Regions from separate parts of the Mus musculus genome. Here region 1 is linked to region 2. The links are chromatin contacts, called in public HiChIP or PLAC-seq maps. All regions are on one chromosome and are shown on one strand. The core of a region is the stretch at or near the end of the contact, and the rest is flanking DNA. Distances in the headings are between cores, read along the strand shown. Region 1 overlaps Sh3pxd2a (SH3 and PX domains 2A). Region 2 has its middle 6.2 kb from the start of Calhm1.

The links. HiChIP or PLAC-seq counts read pairs in DNA pulled down with a chosen protein or histone mark.
Region 1: an H3K4me3 HiChIP or PLAC-seq map of forebrain shows a contact between it and region 2, with 3 times the contacts expected there. The contact joins two enhancer-like sites. A contact is called at or near these places in 4 of 39 promoter capture datasets (the C10 cell line, cranial neural crest, liver and 1 more), 1 of 15 datasets of contacts at CTCF or cohesin (embryonic stem cells), 5 of 484 Hi-C or Micro-C datasets (embryonic stem cells, liver and myocytes), 8 of 115 datasets of contacts at active chromatin or transcription factors (bone marrow-derived macrophages, craniofacial prominence, embryonic basal ganglia and 5 more) and 1 of 9 other capture datasets (liver).

The regions. Positions count from the first base shown.
Region 1 is chr19:47,335,667-47,341,555 of GRCm38.p6, forward strand. All of the region lies in intron 6 of Sh3pxd2a (SH3 and PX domains 2A), which reads right to left. Among named protein-coding and RNA genes, the nearest start is that of Gm29834, 52 kb to the left of the region's middle. Within about 2 kb of position 2,340, at least 42 of the 459 cell types and tissues checked have an H3K27ac peak or open chromatin away from gene starts, as enhancers often do. A contact at or near this core is called in forebrain, where this site is marked.
Region 2 is chr19:47,147,525-47,153,244 of GRCm38.p6, forward strand. It overlaps the pseudogene Calhm3. Among named protein-coding and RNA genes, the nearest start is that of Calhm1, 6.2 kb to the left of the region's middle. Within about 2 kb of position 4,392, at least 31 of the 459 cell types and tissues checked have an H3K27ac peak or open chromatin away from gene starts, as enhancers often do. A contact at or near this core is called in forebrain, where this site is marked.

The DNA of each region.
Region 1 (5,889 bases), core at 1,090-3,589, 190 kb after region 2:
CAGCAGGAAGCCAGGTTCTGTCCAACCTTCACCATGGACAAGTGGCCACTCTTAGGTACCTCATCTATAAAAGAAGAACGGGGACTGACAAGACAAGTCTTGTCACTGAGTGACAAGTGCTTGCCACCAGGACTGCTGACCTGAAGGGGAAAAGCCACTTTCATCAATTATGCTCTGACCTTCACATACATGTTTTAGTGCATGCACACACACACACACACACACACACACACGCACGCACGCACGCATGTAAATAAGCATAAAAATATTTTTTAAAAGTGGGCTGAGCGTAGCCGGGTGTGGTGGCGCATGCCTTTAATCCCAGCACTCAGGAAGCAGAGGCAGGTGGATTTCTGAGTTCGAGGCCAGCCTGGTCTACAAAGTGAGTTCCAGGACAGCCAGGGCTACACAGAGAAACCCTGTCTCGGAAAAAAACAAAAAAAACCAAAACAAACAAAAAAAAAGTGGGCTGAGCAGTGGTGGTACAAGCCTTTAATCTCAGCACTTGGGAGGCAGAGGCAGTTGGATCTCTGAGTTCAAGGACAGCCTGGTCTACAGAGTGAGTTCCAGGATAGCCAGGGCTACACAGAGAAACCCTGTCTGGAAAAAACAAAACTAAAATAAAATTAAAAAAAAAAAAAAAAAAAAAAGAAAGAAAGAAACCAAAAGTTGGGCCTAGCTTTTCTGGATAGATCGCTTTTTATAGTAGCTAGTAATTATGGATAAGTCTTACTATCAGAAAAAATACACTTTATTCAAAACTGAACTTAGGGGGTTAGAGAGATGGCTCGGTAGCTAAGGGCACTTGCTGCTCTTTTAGAGAACCTGGGTTCAACTCCTAGTACCTACATCATGGCTCACCCCCATCTACAGCTTCAGTTCCAGGAGACCCAACAGAAGAGTGCTTCTGATCGCTTCAGACATCGGGCATACATGTGTTACTACCGAGACATACATGTAGGCAAAACACTGACAAATATAATAATTTAAAAGCATAACTAAGCAAACTTAAAACATAAATAAAGACTAATTTAGCCATGCATGTTGGCTTATGCCTCTAATCCTGTACTGGAGAGGCCAAGTTAGAAAGGCTGCCGTGAGTTCAAGGCCAGTCTGGGTTACAGAGTGAGACTGTCTCAAAAGTACAAAGCAAGGGGCCAGAGAGATGGCTGGGTGGGCAAGGCACTTGCCACCAAATCTGATGACCTGGGTTGACCCCAGGCAGGGAACCAACTGTGACATGTCACACATGCCCCTACACACAGAAATAAATATTTCAGATATGTGCTGTCTTTATCTACTTTCAAGTATTTTATAACAGTTTATAAAATTAAAAATATTTAATTTTATAAAAATTTTAAAATGTAAAAAAATTAAAAATATAAAAAAATTTAAAGAACAATTAAAAATAAATGAACTAAAAAAAACCCCAAAAACTAACAAACAAAACAAAGCAACAAACCCGCCCAACCTCATAGCCAGGCCTAGAGGCACAGGCCTGCCCTGGGTTACTCTAGAGGCTGGAGCACAGGGGCTTGAGAGTGGCTCCGCAGTGAAGACCCTTGCTGCTCTTGCAGAGGACCTGGGTTCCGTTCTCAGCAGCCACGCTGGGCAGCTCACAGCCACCTGTAACTACAGTTCCAAGGGTCTCCTGCACACTTTTGGCCTCTTCAGGTACCAACTCGAACGTGGCATCTACTTGGTGCCCATGCTGGATGGGGGAGGAGCCTACACCAGCACCCTCTCCTATCTCTGCGGCCTCCTGCATCCCATTTCACACAGAAGCTAAGGACTTAGGAACATACAGCTGGCAGAACTGTGGCACAAAGCAGGCCTCCCGGTTCAGAATGTACACTCCTTTGGGGTTCAAAAAGTGGAAATAAATACTGTGACTGAATCTTTTTACTCCCAGGTTAAAGGCCTCTCCTCCCTTCAAAGCCTAAAATAAACAATAAACAAATAAACACAAACTTGCCAAGAGCAAAGCCAACTGAGCCAAGCTGAGGTTTGAATTCTATCTAGTGTGTCAGATGCCAAACCCTAAATTCTCAACTCCAACAACAACAGAACCACATCAGCGTTGATCTCATTAACTGGGCCCAATAAGACCGTTTAATGATCGTGGCGATGGAAGGCAGGCTGAGCTCACAGCTTTTCTAAGAATAAACAGGACTTCATCAGAAACATCAACACTTGCCCAAGAAAACAATCTCGCAACACTCTTGAGCAACCTCGTTTGCATTTAAACTGGAGCTCGCCAGAGTTCTGGGTGGGAAGGAGCGCCAGGTCCCCTCTGCCTGGCAAGTGGCACACATAGAAGCCTCCATCCCAGAGGCTCTGTGGGAAACTGCGCCCCCTAGTGGCAGCTTGCAGAGCTCCTCAAGCTTTCTTGGGAGCCATGGGCAGCGGGCAGCATGCAGCATGCAGCTTGCAGCATTCCTCCGTGACCTCGCTTCAGTCCCTGCCTGGAGTTCCCGCTCTAACAGCGATGGACTGTGAGCTTGTAAGCCACATAAACCCTTTCCTCGCCGAGCCGCTTTTTATTCCGAATGTTTTATCATAGCCATAGAAAGCAAACCAGGTTATCAAGCAGCTTGACGGACACTCTCCGGCTCCCAGACTTTCTGAATCATCAAATCCACCCAGGGTTGCCGCTGTTGCTGGGACAACATCTCTCCTCTTTGCCCTCTATGCAGTTCCAATCACCAGCCAGAAAACCATCCAAATCGTATCACTCTGTGCCATTCATTTAACTCAGAGAAAGTCAACAGCCCCGTGCAGTCGCAGTCTGTGCTGTAAACGGCCCCCCATCCTCTCCTCTGCTACCCCCTTCCCTCCCCCTCGGCCCCTGCTGCTCATCATCTTCCCTGCCATAGCCTGCTTGAGCAGCTGGGCCTTCGTTCACACTGTGCACAGCCCTGTTCCTCCACCACTCCCCTGTCACCGGGCGCCTTTCATAGAACAGCTCGTCACTGTGAACTTCCAAACGGCAGGCATATTTCTGCAACACCAACATGGGTACAGTGCCCGAATACAGCTGGGGCTCAGGAAGGTCATATAACTGATTTCCAAACAAGCTACGATTAGTCTTGCTTGCTTAGATTTCTGAGTGTACTCTCGCTAGATAACCAAAGCCTCTTCCGGCTCTCGGCTCCCAAGTCAGAAAAGTTCCTTCTAGGTCCAATGTCCCCCCAAGCCCGGATGAGAGGCCACCTTTCCTGACTCTCACTGCATGATCCAGGTACTCGGTCTCCAAATCACTTGCCCACGGAGCGGGGCTTGTATGGAGGCCGCAGTTTCAAGGTGGTGGGAGATAGGCAGTAAGCAAGAATGTGTACAAGGTAACTAACTGGAGTGTCAGCGACAGGGAAGGGGCAGAGATTTGAGAGGGTGCGGCTGGGGTGGCTCCTCCGAGATAATAAAAAGGAGCCAGCCAGCCACAGGGAGGAACATTATTCCAGGTCCAGGGAACAGCAAGTACGAAAGTCGCCAGAGAAATGAGCGAGATATCTTAGGAGCAGACGATGACCCCGCGGTTGAACAGGTTTGACCTGATGGGAATGTAGGGGCAGAGCCCGAGTCAGAAAGGCAGCGGGGGTCAATTATGCAGGGCTCTGAAGCCAGAATAAGGAATTGTTTTTCATCGCGTGGTAGTCCCCCGGGGAAATTTCAGCGGGTTTGGAATGTACTTTACGAGTGCCCTCTAGCGGTGCTGCGGGGAATGGCAACTACCGGAGTAAAGGTGGAGGCTTCCTGGGAGCCTGAGGGATTCCCTGCGAGGTGGAAGGCGGCCCTCTAAGGTGACAGTGGGCACAGGCAGAAGTGAGTGGATCAGGAGGCCCAGCTGATAGGCAGAAGGAAGGGAGGGTGAAAGCCAAAGATGGCTTCTAGCCGTTAGGCAGAAGGAACCAGGTCCGCAAGGAAAGATTTAGCAGAAGGAGAGATGCAGAAAAAGTCCAGGCCACCCTTCTCACTGTCAAATGTCACCGGGCCTGCCCCCTCCGCCAGGCTGTGTGCCATGTGACACTGCTCTTCCTCTGCTCTGCACAAGCCTTCCTGCTGATATCTGGGGGGCTGGGGGCAGGGAACCAGGGTCTCATCAACTACAGAAGCAGCTCGCATCTCAAAGGAACAAAGGAGTTGGTTCATTCCAGAGCCCACAATGAGGAACAAAGATTCATGTTTCCCCCAAATAATGTGTTCCAAAGAGGCAGCGATCTTGTTTATAGAAACAGGAGCAAAGAAAGCCATAAGGCGATATACTTTCAAATCCATCAGGTAGCAGGCAACAGCTGCATGGGGGAGACGACAGGGTGCGGTGGAGGCTCTGCCGTAGGTTTCAGAAAGTACCTGACAGTATTCTTAACCCTTTGGTTGGCGGAAACTTGGATCCTGTTCATATATCCCAAACGATTTACCTAATGGTACCAAAAATGTTAAGTCACATACAGAGGGGGGCAATAAATGGCTATGGGTGAAGCTAAAGGTAAATCAAGATAATTAGGCACTGGACTTGCACCATCCCAACTCTCTACACCATTGCTGTTCTCATCAGCCCACAAATCAGCCTTTGCCACCCACCATAGCTTCTTTCTAGGATTTCGAGTGCTAGTTCAGAGTCTCATGTAACCAAGGCTGGTTATTATATGTCCAAAGATGCCCTTGAACTTCTGATCCCCCTGCCTAGAGCTCCTGAGTGGCTAGGCTGCAGGCACAGACTGCCAAACTGGGTTTATTCGGTCCTGATGATTACAGCCTAAGGGTTCATACATGCCAAATAAGTACTCTGACTCGAGCCCTGCTTTAGCAGTTCTGAGCAGGGCACAGCGACAGGTACCGGCTCACCTGAGCACGAGGCAGGAAACCTGGACCCTATGACCAGACCACTTCTAGAAAAGTGTCCTTGGTCCCAGGAACAGCAAGGGTCTCCTGTGAAGGAGCCGAGTTTTCTGGAACTAGGCGGGAAAGCAGACATGAAACAGGATTCCACATCCCCAGTGTGAGCAACCCTGGGCAGCTTCACTGTGCCGTGGGCGAGAGCCCTAAACCTGGACTCTGACTCTGCGTGTGCCCGGGAACAGTCAGTGATTTCTCCTTGCAGTGTGGCAGAGCAGAACATGAAGAAACATGTGAAGAACATGTGAAGAACATGTGAAGAACATGTGAAGAACACGTGAAGAACACGTGAAGAACATGTGAAGTTCTGGGCACGGCGTGCTCAATGAGGAACACTTCAGGAAAGCCTTCTCTGCTGCAGAGAATGATCTAGCCACACTCAGACACTAACCTATCTAGTCTTCATTACTGCGATGGAGGTGTGTGCTAGCGTTCTCCAGAGGAACAGGCCAACACAGTGTGCACATAGAGGGGGAAAAAAGGATTTATTTTAGAAATTGGCTCACGTGACTACGGAGACTTGGTGAGCACAAAGTCTGATGAGAGAGCAGGCAGGAGCCTGGGAAGGAGCTGCAGCCAAGTCCAAAGGCAAGCTATGGCAGCTCTCCTTGATGGTGGGTGTGTGTGTGTGTGTGTGTGTGTGTGTGTGTGTGTGTGTGTATGTGTGTGTGAGAGAGAGAGAGAGAGAGAGAGAGAGATTGGATAAGGCTCACCATTTTAGAGAGGGTAATTGAATTTATTCAGGGTTCACCGACTTAAATCTTAATTTCATTAAACAACATCTTACAGAAACATACAAATTAAGGCCTGACTAAACATCTGGGCAAGATGGCCTACCTAAGGACCTATGAAGATAGCTATTTAAAGTGGATGCAAATATCCCTAAGTTACAAAAGACAGAATAAGTACTGAGAGGGAGACCATCTCCCAAGAGTCGCAGGGGAAAGAGCCTGGCTCTGAATGCCTGCTGCCTGGCTCCAGCCTGGCACTTTA
Region 2 (5,720 bases), core at 3,142-5,641:
AGACTGGGGCCTTAAGAGAGGCGAAGCCGGGCGTGGTGGCACACGCCTTTAATCCCAGCCCTTGGGAGGCAGAGGCAGGTGGATTTCTGAGTTTGAGGTCAGCCTGGTCTACGAAGTGAGTTCCAGGACAGCCAGGGCTACACAGAGAAACCCTGTCTCAGAGAGGCGAGATGGCTCATGGTGAGGCTGGAGGCTTCAGAGAAGGTGTTATCGGGCTCAGGGGCCATCACTAGGCAAACTTCTCAGGCTCTGGCCAACGTCCTTTCCTTGTGTGAGGTTACATGTGCACAGCTCCATTTTGTTGTGACCTCACTCATTCTGTCCCTACCTCTCACTTTTGCACTTCCACTCTGGACCCCAGCACCTCATGAGTATCTGCTTCACGAGCAAATGCAGCAGGCCCTTTCTGGACTCCATGCTTGTGTGTCTTTTCTGTTTCCTCTTTGTTCTGCTTTCCAAATGACCCGTCCTTTAAGACCCAGTCACATGATACCGTCACTATCCTTCAGTCTAGAGCTTCATTGTCTATCCCCAAAACTTCCCAGTACTTGACCTACCTCTATTATGTCGCATTGTTTGCTTTAAATCATCAACATTTCTATACCCATCTCTGTCCCTTTAAGCAGCAATCTCTTTGATATCACCTATGAAGTGTCTCTTCCATATTTCCTGTTACAGTGGTGTATGCAGGAGGTGTCTATAAATGCTCGATGTAAGGAGGAAGGAGTGACATTTACCGTTGGTGGCTCGCTGCCATCCCCCTGCCTCCTGTCCCAGGGTAGTCACTCACCCACGGAGGCTGGCCCATCATCATGCTCTCTCTCCACTCTCTGCCACTCTCTCTAACCATTTACCTAAATCATGTCCTGTGTCCCATGCTACTGCAGACATTTGCATGGCTTGACCACAGTCAGGAAGTTGGGGGGAGCTGAGCTGCAGTGATTTTGATTTTCTGGTTTTTCCAGGCCCCTTAGCAAGAACCCAGGGTGTAGAAATGGCTTAGTGGCATGATCCAGGTCCCAGGAGGGTCATCCAGGGGCATCTTCACTGCTCAGGGCCCAGAGGAAGCAGAAGAGACTGCAGTAAACTCAGATCTGCATTTGGGCACAAATGAGTCATGAGGGTTCAGAGAAACCCACGGGCTTGATCTTTCCCCGACTCTCCCTGTTTGTGCTGTCAGAGACTAAGTAGTGACTTTTTTAGCAGACCTGTGTTTCACAGGTTTTGTCCCCAGGCTAGACCCTGCCAGGTTCTGGAGACATCCTTACCAAGCTGGGGGTGCAGCTAGGATTCTCGCTGGAAGAGGCCACCTAAGAAGGGGATGCTGCTGACTGGAGATTCGGGCAGCAGGCAGCAAAGATGGTGGTAGAAAGGCTAGAGAGGCATCCCTGTCAGCTTGAGGGCAGACAGCTGGCTTAAAAGAGCCCAGACCAGGCTTAGCTTTGGGGAGCTACAAACAGAACTGCTGGAAACTGGTACACCACAGGAAAATGTTAGCTGTTTTTAAGCACTTTTCTTTTCTCATTTATTTTTAAGAACTTTTTAAACAGTTATTTACTGTGTGTTGTGTGACTGCCCGGGATGTGTGTGGAAGTCAGTGGACAACTTGCGAGAGTAGCTTCTCCACTATCACATGGGTTCTGGGGACTGAAGTCGGGTCTGCAGGGTTGGCAACTGTCGCCTTTACTCCCAGAGCTATCTCATCGGCCCTACCTGTTTATTTTATTTTTTATAAAGAGAGGAAGAAATCATGAATATATTTAAATGATTTCATATTTAGTGGAAATCTCTTTCTCTCTCTCTTTTTTTTTTTAAAGATTTATGTATTCATTATATGTAAGTACACTGTAGCTGTCTTCAGACACTCCAGAAGAGGGCATCAGATCTCGTTACAGATGGTTGTGAGCCACCATGTGGTTGCTGGGATTTGAACTCCAGACCTTCGGAAGAGCAGTCGGGTGCTCTTACCCACTGAGCCATCTCACCAGCCCCCTGTTTATTTTTAAGATATGGTCTTATGTAGTCCAGGCTGGCTTTGACAACCTCAAACATCTGGTGCTCCTGCCTCCACATCCTGAGTGCTGGAAACAAGTGTGCACACCATGTCCAGTTTATACAATGACCCTCAGTCATGCTGGGCACACATTCCACCAGCTGAGCTATACCTCCAGTCTGGAAAGTGGAAACTATCTGGAGTGGCCATTAGGAGTTAGTACCCGAGGCTTTCATGGGGAATTTACCAAGCAGAGCTTGCTAGAACCTATTATGAGGACCCTGGTAGAAGCAGCAAGAAACCCAACAAGGGCACTGAAGGGCAATAAAACAATCTAGAGAGTAAACTGGTGTCATAGCTCAGAGCAGAACCCAGAGCCAGGGAACCTGGCACTCAGTGCCAGCCCCTATGCAGGTGACCTTGGGCAATGTCACCCTCTTGGTTTGCTTTTTTTTTTTTTCCCTCTCAAACAATTGTGTAATAATGTAGCTTAGGTGACAAAGTGCCTGCTTAGTGTGTGCTTTGTTCCACCCCAGCATTGCATAAACTAGGCACAGCTGGGGCACATCTGTAATTCCGGAACTCAGGAAGTGCAGGCAGGGAGGTCGGAAGCTCAAGGTTACCTTCAGCTAGCCGGAAAGTTGGAGGCCAACTAAGTTTCATGGGATCATATTTCACACACACACACACACACACACACACACACACACACACACACACACACACACGAGAGAGAGAAAGAGAGAGAGAGAGAGAGACAGACAGACAGACAGACAGACAGAGACAGAGAGACAGACAGAGACAGAGAGACAGAGAGACAGAAAGACAGAGACAGAGAGAGTGTCTAGGGTGTGCTGGCATACCTGTAACCCCAGGACTCACAAAGCTGAATCAGAAAGATCACTACAAGCTCCAGGTCAGCTAAGGCTCCAGAGTAAGGCTTTCAGATGGGGTGAGTGGGGTTGGAGAGATGGCTCAGTGGTTGAGAGTCCATACGGTTCTTGCAAAGCACCCAAGCTTGGTTCCCAGCTCCCATGTCAAGCAGCTCACAACTGCCTGTAACTCCAGCTCCAGGAGATCCACCATCTCTGGTCTCTGTGGCCAGTCATGTGCCTATGCCCACTGCCTCCCCGTGCACACAGGATAAAATAAATCCTAAACAAACGAGAAAGGGCGGCGAGATGGCTCAGCAGGTAACAGTACTTGTTGCCAAGCCTGATGGCCGGAGTTTGATCTCTGATACAGACATGGCAGAATGAGAGAGATGACTCCTACAAGTTGTCCTTTGATCTCTACACATGCACCAAGCCATATGTGTGTGCAAGTACACACACACACAATACACACACACAATACATACATACATACATACATAATGTAATTTAAATCTAAAGCAGGACGCTAATAATCATGACTTCACTAGACTACAAGAAGACCGACTGAATAAATATCTGGCACGTGACATTATTATGATAATTTTTTTGTTTTTAAGTTTTGAGTCAATGTCTATGATCCAGATCCACAACAGATCTATTCAGACTATGGCTACTCAAAGTTTGATCCAATGACTAGAAGAACCAGTATTGTGTGGGGGCTTGTTAGAGATGAAATTCTGGAAATTGGGGGGGTGGCAGCTCATACCTCTAATCCTAACACTAAGGGAGCCTGAGGCAGGAGGCTAGCCATGTATCCCAGGCCTGGAGTTCAAGGTCATCTTCAGCTAGACGGCTGAAGTGTGACTCTTCCTCAAAAGAGATGGGGGGCGGGGTGAGGAGAGAAGGAAAAGATAAGGAAGAAAGGGAGGAAAGGAGAGAGGAAGGAAGAAAGGGCAGGAGGGAGAAAGAAGAGAGGGAGGAAAAAGGGAGGGAAGGAAAGGACAGATTTAGGGACTCAGTCTAAATGCACTGAATAGGAATCTGAACTTAATCAGGGTCCAGAGGGAACGGGATCCACAGAGGAGGACATACCCAGAAACTAGGTAGCTACTGGGCTATCTGGGAAGGATGCCAACATGGGAGGCTGGCTTCCAGACCTGTGCCAACATGGGAATTTGACACGGAAAACTGCTGCTGTTGGAGCCTTGTAAGATCCCTATACATTGAGCTGGTGGCATAGCTTGGTGCCTGGAGCAGCTATAGGGGCGCGGTGATTGAGGCCAGGCCCCCAGCGCCTGGGAGATGCTGCGAGGTCAAGCGGCGGCTTGCTGGAGTACCAGGTACTGAGGAGTTGATCCACCTGCTCCCGGCTGGAGATCGCGCGCAGATGGGCCTTCCCGTTTCCACTATCCCGGTCCTCCCGGAGCTCCGGGGGCTCCGAGGACTCCTGTGATTCTGGGATGCCACCAGCTGGGTCCCGACGTAACCCCAGGGCACGTAGCTCGCTCTGCATGTTTGCGAAGAAGTGCAGCACGCAACGGTGTGCGAAGTCCCGCGCATGCTCACAGCACGTCTCATCAAAGAGCTTCTGTTCCAGGTCCATATAGTTGCTCCAGTATCTGCGCTGTAGGAAGACGGTCTGGTCGAAGCAGGGTCTCAGACAGCGGGCTAGGAAGGCCACCACTATCACCAGCAAGGTTATACTCCAGCCGATGGCCTGGAGGACGAGAAGGCTTTAGTGAGATGTGGTAGCGCTCTGGTATTGCACACGGTGTGTGTGTGCCCTTTGTTTTCTCTCCATCCTTTATCACATCCATACGTTTCACATTCGGTCACCATCCTGCCACGCGTCCTCCAGATTCATCCGTCTACCCACATCTCCCCCCGCCCCCATTCATCCAGTCGTCCCTCCTCTCACTGTCCCACCTGGCCATTCTTTCAGTTTTCCTTCCTTTTAACCGCCCACCTATCCTCCTATCCATTCGTGTCTCCAGACGTTGGGGATTGGTTCTAATGCTTTGAATTAATCCGGTCCCCAAAATCAGAAATCTGTGTGTCCAAACGCTAAAGGTCCTTGTATCCAGTTGGTTTTTTATCAATCAATAAAGAGCCAACGGCCAATGGCTGGGCAGGTAGACTGAGGCAGGGCTTGGAAATTTGCCAGGTCTAGGAACTGGCAGAGAGGAAGAAAGGAAGAGAGCACTATGTCTCGGAGGGAAATGGATCCGATTTAGAGCTGTAGAAGAAAATTCATCCAAAATGTAGGTGGAAAAGGGATAGTGACCCTATGGGAGGGGCTGCCCAGAAGATTATAGGACAACAAAGATAAGACATAGATTTAAATTGTGTTGGCCCAGGGGGAAATGTATGCTAGCCAGGCAGAGGATTAGACCTGTCCAGCCTTTGAGCCAGTCAAGACACAGTAAAATTAACTGGTGTGTGTGTGTGTGTGTGTGTGTGTGTGAGAGAGAGAGAGAGAGAGAGGAGAGAGAGAGAGAGAGGGGGAGGGAGAGAGAGAGAGAGAGATTTCATTCACAAGTCCAGACTGGTTGTGCGCACGTGCAACCCGCCAGGAGCCAAAGCAGTTAGCTAAACTCACCATAGCATCCATACTCTTCTTCAGTCTGTTTATGGCCTACTCACCTATACACACCAACCATTTCATCTCTTTAACCGGTGTGATGGTTTGTATATGCTTGGCCCAGGCGGTGACACTATTAGGAGGTGTGGCCTTGTGGGAATAGGTGTGTCACTGTGGGTGTAGGGCTTTAAGACCCTCATCCTAGCTGCCTAGAAGTCAGTCTTCCACTAGCAGCCTTCAGATGAAGATGTAGAACTCTCGGCTCTTCCTC